2 separate regions of the Mus musculus genome follow, and region 2 is linked to region 1. Evidence: chromatin contacts called from public promoter capture Hi-C data. All regions are on one chromosome and are shown on one strand. Each heading gives the region's core, a stretch centred on a gene start, on an enhancer-like site or on the middle of the called end of the contact. The rest is flanking DNA. Distances are from core to core; before and after follow the strand shown.

Region 1 (4,049 bases), core at 474-2,973:
TGTTTGAAAACAGAAAATTAGTTCATAAGAAAGAGGGATGGGGGATGTAGTTCTGTTGGTAGAGTACTTGTTTAGCGTTCATGAAGCCTCGAATTTGATCCTAAGAACCACCTAAAACTGGGAAAGGGGTGCATGCCTGTAACCCCAGCCCTGACTGTCATCCTCAGTTACACACTGAGTTTAAGGCCAATGGTGCACATGAGACAGTCTTCACACACCCCATTCACTACCAGCAAAACAGAACCAGACCACACAACACTTACTGCAAAATCTTGTCTAACTTCTTCCTCTCACAATTTAGAATAATACCTTGCGCAAACTAGCACACTTTTACATCTTGCAGTGAATAAAGAAAAAGTCACAAAGATAAACAGTTTATTTCTAAGAGGCAGCTTTATCTCAAAAATTGTGCAGAGAGAGAGAGTAGTAGAGACAGGCTTTCCTGATTAAAGCAGTCTACTAATGTCTTCTCCTTCTCTCTTCCCCCTTCTGTTTGTTTGTTTGTTTGTTTGTTTGTTTGTTTGTTTGAGATAGGGTTTCTCTATGTAGCCTTGGAACGACTATGGAGACCAGGCTGATCTTGAACGCACAGAGATCCTCCTGATTCTGCCTGTGCTCTTACAACTCAGTAATAAAGACACATTCTATTTCATTTGTTTGAAAATTCTTTGGTGCTGGGTCTAGCTTCAAAGAGAGATACTGATAGTCTACAGAAGAAAGCCCAAAGATGAGCTCCAAATGATAGTCTAGAAATGATACAGTCTAGAAATGATACAGTCTAGAAATGATACAGTCTAGGGATCTTGATTGGATCTGTTTTCACTGATAGTTAAAAGAATGAAAGGGTGGTTCAGGTCTTTAATCCCACGGCTCAGGAGACAGAGGCAAGAAGATCTCTGTGAGTTTGAGGCCAGCCCCATCTACTAAGAGAGTTCCAAGATAGCCAGGGCTGTTACACAGAGAAACCATGTCTAGAACAAACTGAAAGGAAAAAAAAAAAAAAAGAACTGTTAAGACTAGAAGAGTTAAAAGGCAAAGCACAACAAGCAGTAGCAGAATTAGCAGTTAAAAAGGCGTTTATTGCAGGCAGTAAACACACAGAGAAAAAGACCTTCTACAAAACAGAGAGGGGATTTGAGAAGCTGAAAAATCCAGTCTCTTCTTGAGGCCTGGGGGTTGTAAAACCTCTAAAACCTCCCTGACCTACTTTAGTGTTGGTCAGTTTGAAGGCAGAAAGGATGGATGGTTGATCGGTCCACTACAGTTGTGTAACGTGTTCTAATCAGGCTTTGAACTTATTGAACCAGTCCATCAGCAGGTGACCTGCAGGTAGATGATAAAAGCTTGCCAGGTTTTTGTCTCAAATCAGGAGGTTAAAAAAAGCTGGCCATCTTGGAAATTCGCCATGGCTCATGTCCCTGTTTGTCTACTAAGGGTCTGCCCAACTCCTCGTCTCTCAATACTAACAAATCGAAAAGAAAACATAGGTTTGGCATAATGGAACCTACAGCTTCGTGCATGCCAAGCACGAAGCTCTGCCAGCAGAATTACCCAGCGTCAGATATATGACAAAAGATTAGGCTAGGCGACCTGAACTCTCTGCTTTTTGAGAAAAAAAAAAAAATGAGAGTAAGAGTTTCTCAGTAAGTCTGGGTTTTGTGTGTGTGTGTGCGTTTCCTTGAAGAGTTGGAGCACAGAACGGAAAAAACGGAGGCAAGAGCAGCAGTCATAGACGGAAAGATTATCGCTTGGCTGCCAGCAGGAACCGCCACTAGATTAGGCCGGCCCTTGCTCCGCAAAGCCGGACACGCCCTACACTACGCCCAGCGCACAAAGCCCTATGGGACTTGTAGTCTTTCGCCTATCTGCTCCTAGGAGGCGGAGAGACCCTGCTGTACGTAAATGAATCTTTCTTCCCGGCGTCGTCTCGGTTTTCTCCCTTTGCGAAAGGCCTAGTAGGGAAAGTTTGAAAATTCCCGCGGAGTCGGCGCCAGAGGCCGGAACCCTCGCGAGAAGTCCGAGCCCCGCAGCGCGATCTGCGATCGGATCCCCGCCCTGGCCACGATCCTTCCCTGGGCGGAGAGGCTGTGTGTGTGGGGTTCGGGCAGTGCGCCCGGGGTAATGCGCAGAGCGCGGCCCGAGCGGTGCCAGCCCAGTAAGTCGAGTCGCCAGCGGGGAGGACGCGGCGCGGGCGGTGGGACGAGTTCGAAGCCGGGATTGGGCGAAGGAGCACCCGGGGCCTGAGGGGACCGGCGAGAGACTGAGCGAGAAGCGGCTTCCGCGGGCCCGGGGCGCGCGCCGGGCCGTGTCTCCCGGGAGATGCTGTGACGGACCGCACGGAAGCAGCGACGCCGGGGCCCTTGGCGGCCTGGCCCGCGGGCTCAGGTAGGGTGGGGAACCGCAGGCCCGCGCGCCGAGGGCGGGGCGGCCGGGGCGGCGAGGCCCGGGGCCTAGGCCGGGCGCACCGCCTCGCGGGGAAGCGGCGTCCGCGAGCCGCGACCGGTGCGGCTCGTTCCAGCGCTCGGGCGTTAGTTACATAACCCTGGCGGCGGGTGCCGGCACATGGCCGCAGAGTCGAGCCTCCGGGCTCGTCTCCCGCGCCCGCGGGCGGGATCTCCGCCCCCCGGGACGAGTCTGACTCGAGACCCCGGGCCGTCAGGGTGTAGCGGAGCGATGGAGACCTTTGTGGGGCGTTCCCCGCGGACAGCCGCGGGCGCTCCGAGTCTCTCCGGCGTTGGCGTGAGCTCCACATGGTCCTGTGCTTGGCTCGGGTGAGTCCTGGGCGGGGGAAAAAGTTTCACTCGCGAAGCGGGCCACAGGGCTGAGTGGATCTGGTCCAGGACATCTAAGAGAACCGTGTCCGGAGCTCATCTGCGAGCTGTAAGGCCCATGACTTTTGCCTTTGGTTGACTTTTTGGAGAGTCGACTCTGCTTTTTGAATTGATAGGTACACACATGGTCCTTTTGAGACAGGTGGTTTTTGTTGACTTTGTGGAACCTTTCTTTTTGGTACCGTGAAGAATCACATCCAGGTCCTCACACATGTCAGGCAAGCGCTCCACCACTTGAGTTGTGTCCCCAGCATGGGATCTTGTGATTTTTCGGTTCCTAAAGCAAACGGCAGCCATTCTTAGAGGTGTGTTGTTATAGGAAAGTGAGCGTTGTTATTTTTGTTTATTTTTGATGCCAGTGATCGAAGCTACCACCTCGAGCTTATTAAGCTCGAGCCCCGCCACTGAGATCTAACCAAGTCGCTGAGTTTGGGTGCTTTTTTTTTTAATAGACAGTTGGAGACATTTTTTAAAGAGCGTGGATTCTTTAGAAGAAAATATAATTTGGTTTTTGATATACTAAAGAATCTGTGGGCTTTAAGAACTGTCTTTAACTGTCAGCCTCCCAGAAGACAGACGTTGTTGGGTGAATTTACCTATTTCAAGCGGTGATGTTTGTGCTATGGGGAGACTACATTCCGTGATTTAGTTTGTAGTTTTAGTGGTTCTGAGGATGGCCTCGCACATGTTAGGCGCAGAACCTGCTTCTGAGAGGACCTGCTCTTTACTCTTGAGAGACACTTATCACTTTGTAGCCAGGGGATCCTTGAATTTTTCTCTGTCCTTGCCTCAGCCCAGGGAATAACCGGGATTACAGGTGGGAACCACATAGTAATTTAGTAGTAAAATGTTACCAGTTTGTAAGGCAACCTAATTATTTGTAAACATTTAAAGTTGGAGCACAGATCTCCACTTAACAAATAAAGCATAGATCCTAACTTTATTTTTTTTATTATTTTATTTTATTTTTGGCTTTTTTTTTTTTTTTTTTTTTTTTTGAGACAGGGTTTCTCTGTATAGCCCTGGCTGTCCTGGAACTCAGGCTGTCCTCGAACTGAGAGATCCGCCTGCCTGCCTCTTCCTCCCGAGTGCTGGGATTAAAAGCGTGCGCCACCACGCCAGGCTAAGATCCTAACTTTATAAATCCAAGAATGAAGTGTTCCTTCTCTAGGTTAGCTTAAAGGTCTCCGTAGCATGTCTATTCTAATCCAGCCTTAT
Region 2 (4,049 bases), core at 1,011-3,510, 59 kb after region 1:
TGATTACAGCCAGGTGGTAGTGGTGCGTGCCTCTAATCCTGGAACTCAGGAAGCAGGAGGAGGTGGATCTCTGAGTTTGAGGTCAATCTGGTCTACAAAATGAGTTCCAGGGCTACAGAGAGACAGAAATAGAGAAGCCCTGTCTAGAAAATCAAACTCTTAATTGCTTAAGCAATTTATATTTTTAAATTTCTAACCCATAGGAGAGTGACCCTAAACCATTAGAGATCATAGAACAAAAACCAAAAAGAAGCAGGACTGTGAAGACAAGAGCAAGCAGGTAAGCAGCACTAGCCCCATCTTCCGTTCATCCCCTGGAGCCAAGAGGGTGCTAGAAAGGGTGAGACCACTTCTCACACAAGCCTAGCCTTGACATTGTGGAGTTCAGCACTTGAAGTTAACATTCGCCACAGAGTGAAGACATACAGTTTATTGTCCACTTGGCGTGGTTGGAAGAGAAGATAGTCTACCTCTTCATTAATTTAAGTCCCACAGCTGTCTCACTACTTAGCAGTATTACTGCATGTGTGGTAAATATGTCCATGTGAGATGCCTTTGTGTAGCAGGACTCTCAGGCTGTGCTTAGGCTTGGCTGACAAATGAAAGTACAAATTCCTTCAACGCGACACAGTTGGCACCGCTCACATGTACACTGCCTTTGTATATGTTCATGCCACTTGCTACTGTTTATAAATTCGTGGGTCTGCTGGCTCTCATCCCATGAGCTGACTATAGGTACGTGGGCCATCCTTGTAACTGCAGAATTTTAGACATATCTGTGGCTGAGTATGCCCCCCGGCACACATGGGGACGCGGTGGGTGGTGAGGCCTTAACCCTGCCTGCAAGTCCACTCTCCAGGTCTCTGCGAGAGAAGCACTTGACCAGACAGCACTTTGTGCCCATTCCTACTTGACTGTATCTTTCTTTCAGAAACACAGGAAAAGGAAGTTCTTGGTCACCTCCTCCTGTAGAAATTAAGCTGGTTTCTCCCTTGGCGAGTCCAGTGGATGAAATAAAGACCGGCAAGCCAAGAAAAACTGCAGAAATAGCAGGAAAAACTCTTGGAAGGGGCAGAAAGAAGCCATCTTCTTTTCCAAAGCAAATTTTACGCAGGAAAATGCTGTAATTTTTAGCCCAAGATTTTAACACGCACCTGTTTGTAAAAGTCAACAGTATTTGTGTGGATTATTAAAGTCACCAATTTGGATGGAAATACTTTATATAAATTGTACAATTTTGTAAGCAGTAAATGAGTAACTCCACATGGAGTGCAGTTCTTGTAGTGCAGGCGTTTTATACGACTTGATGCGTTTATATCAATGTAAATATGACTTATCATTGGGAGGTTAAATAAACTACTGTAAAGTACACTGTGTGTCTGGTAGATTTTTGAGAGGAGCTTTCTGTTTGAGTTGTAATTTTATATGCTACTGGACATATGTTCATATCCTTTCTTTACAGTTAAGATACTAGAACTGTCTTAAAATGAGGGCGATGAACTATTGATTATTTTTAACATTGCTGTTTTATAATGTATGCACTTTGATGCTGTTCCTCGGATCTCTGGTCAGTACCTGTGCTCATTGGGCTTTGCCTGATACTGTGTTGAATTTGAATTGTGGGCATGTGATTTTGCCTTTTTGTAGTTTTACAAATGTTGTGTAATCTACCTCAAATGAGTAATTTTCCAGTACTGCATCGGTTTCCTAGCTAGCAGTTCTCTTCAGTAACTTAAGGACTATCTTGTCTCTCAGTTCAGAGACTTAATTATCCAGGTTAGATTGACCGGTTTCACTGCTTCCTAGCAACCTCATGGAAGGATTGAAGAAAGAAATAAAACAGTGCACCGACGTGTGCCTGCTGCTGAGAAGAGGAGCCGACAAGGTTTAGACTTCCCATGCTGTGAAAGAGCTTGCGACTTCGTCACAGGAGCCTCTCTAGTATTCAGGTTTTAAACTGGTAACTGCCACAGAACCTCAGGCACAGGTTACAGAGAATGGAAGAGTGTGAGCAGATGTCGGAAAAGAGGAAAGGAACCCTCTTTTCTGCAGCGTGTGTACCGTTGGTAATGGCGCCTGATGGAAGCCATGATGTTCATCAATAAATAAGTGTTGTCAAATAATTTATGACAGGTAATTGATAGTGTGTAATGAATGGACGCTTAATAATTGATACCTAAAAGCAGACTTTGTCAGCTAAGCTTTGGATGTTTTCGTGAGCAGTGTGCTTTGTGTGTTATTTTTCTACCGAGTAGCATCATGGATAATGAGAAAATGGGGAGAGTGCCTGTGCCGAGATCGGACAGTGTGAGAGTGGCCGTCCGGGTGCGGCCGTTCAGCCAGGTCAGTCCATGCTCATTGCCTTGCTGACAATTACTGCCTGATTTTATTAATTTTTTAATAATAGTTTCTGAATTTGTATTTAAGCTGCTTGTCATTTATGAAATATTAAACTTATTTAAATGGATTTGTCAAATGATTCACAAAAGCTCTAAGCATAATTTAGTAAACATTTAATTTCATTCCTTGGTACAAGTAGCACAATAAAAAAAACTGACAAGAGAAATACTGTCAAGTTAATAATTATTTAACCAGTGCAGTTTGCTAAATAGAGATGTGCGGTGTCTGTTTTTACTGCATGTCGGTGTGGGGCAGAGATGTCAGTTGGTAAGTGTGCTTGCCTACCGTGCATGAATCCCTAGGGTAGCTCATCAGCACTCTATGAAATGAGGCACAGAGATGTGTGGAATGCCAGCTTGAGGCGAGGCAACCTACTAGAAGCTCAGTTTTTATCCTTGGCTATGTTGTACATTCAAGGCCAGCTTGCACTACATGAAACACCAAGAAATGTTTATCTTAAAAGTAAGTCTTGCCACATGTGGACACGTCAGTGATCCCAACATAGAAAGCTAAGGTAGCAGAGTCATGTTCCTGACCAGACTTCAGTCACATAATGAGAACGTGCCAGTGTGCACTTACATGTTAGTTTTATGGAAACACTGCTCATGAGATCTCATGCGCAAGGCTGCCTCCTCCCCTTGGCTGTGCCCCATCTACCTAGCATACATGGGCACACTCTGCATACCACTCAAGTCAGAAGAACTGGAACTAAGCTCTTCCACAGGTTCCAGAGAGGATGCTGTTCTGTAAGAAGCTTGCCACAGAGGTAGAGAGCTGTGCTGTGTGTTCCCAGTGGAACCTGCTATCCCCCTTTCCATTATAGCACGCTTGTCTTTGCCCACTGTGACCAGTGAAGTTTTGTTACTCTATGACTGCTAGAAAGTGCTAGAGCTAAAGAGAAGTGTCCAGGCAGCTGGAGAGGGTGCAGTGTGTAAGAGCACTGGCTATTGCAAAAGACTTGGGTTCTATTCTCTCCTTGCCTGAGAGCCCAATTTATGCATCTGCAGGTGGCAGCAAACTTCACTGTCACCCCCTGGTAGGAGGTACAGAGAGCTCCTGGAGCAGGCAATGTCCCAGTGTGAGACTATGCTAATGCCATGTGGCTCGTTCCCATCAGCTCTGTGGTGGGCCCAGTCATCACACTAGGTGTGGAAGGAGAAGCTTTCGATCATGTGAGAGTTCTGCAAATTACATCTTTGCCATACAGGAAATGAGAAGTTTGCACTTTGTACCTTGCAACCCTTGTGCAAGCAAACACACACATACCAGGTCAAGAACTGAAAGGATTTTACCTGCTACTCACCTCCAAGGAATGTCTGAGATATCCAGGATCCTGAATCTTGATGCCACCAGCTCGTACCCTCATGAGTACATATGATGGATGAATACACAGTCCCTACTGTGTCACCTTAACGACTCTAATCTTCACTGATTAGCATAGTGTAGACATATAGTAGAGACAGGCCATGCTGGCAAGCAAGAAAACCAGGTTCTCAGGCACTCTGCTTTGTGATAGTTGGTCTGTGTGACAAGACCTACAATGTTCAGTTCAACGGATCTAATGATATGGAACACTCAAGATGGTATTGGCTAAGGTACGGGTAGTGTACATGAGACCAAGAGAAGGTGTAGGTTCCTCTAGCACCTGT

Evidence for each region. Capture Hi-C pulls out chosen DNA fragments and counts their contacts.
Region 2: a contact with region 1 is called in a promoter capture Hi-C map of adipose tissue. The contact joins the promoter of Kif28 here to the promoter of Ahctf1 in region 1. A contact is called at or near these places in 18 of 39 promoter capture datasets (the 3T3-L1 cell line, the HPC-7 cell line, HPC-7-derived erythroid cells and 11 more), 2 of 15 datasets of contacts at CTCF or cohesin (CD8 T cells and the NIH/3T3 cell line), 103 of 484 Hi-C or Micro-C datasets (the AML12 cell line, the C2C12 cell line, CD8 T cells and 61 more), 34 of 115 datasets of contacts at active chromatin or transcription factors (the 230-238 cell line, CD8 T cells, the HPC-7 cell line and 17 more) and 4 of 9 other capture datasets (adipose tissue, embryonic stem cells, liver and 1 more).

What each region holds. Positions count from the first base shown.
Region 1 is chr1:179,801,689-179,805,737 of GRCm38.p6, reverse strand. Ahctf1 (AT hook containing transcription factor 1) reads left to right here and starts at 1,723. Exons shown (of 36, transcript NM_026375.2): 1 at 1,723-2,385.
Region 2 is chr1:179,743,411-179,747,459 of GRCm38.p6, reverse strand. It overlaps Kif28 (kinesin family member 28), which reads left to right and starts at 2,260. Exons shown (of 23, transcript NM_001370897.1): 1 at 2,260-2,343. The coding sequence starts at 2,260. Ahctf1 (AT hook containing transcription factor 1) reads left to right here. Exons shown (of 36, transcript NM_026375.2): 35 at 204-280; 36 at 932-2,556. The coding sequence ends at 1,127.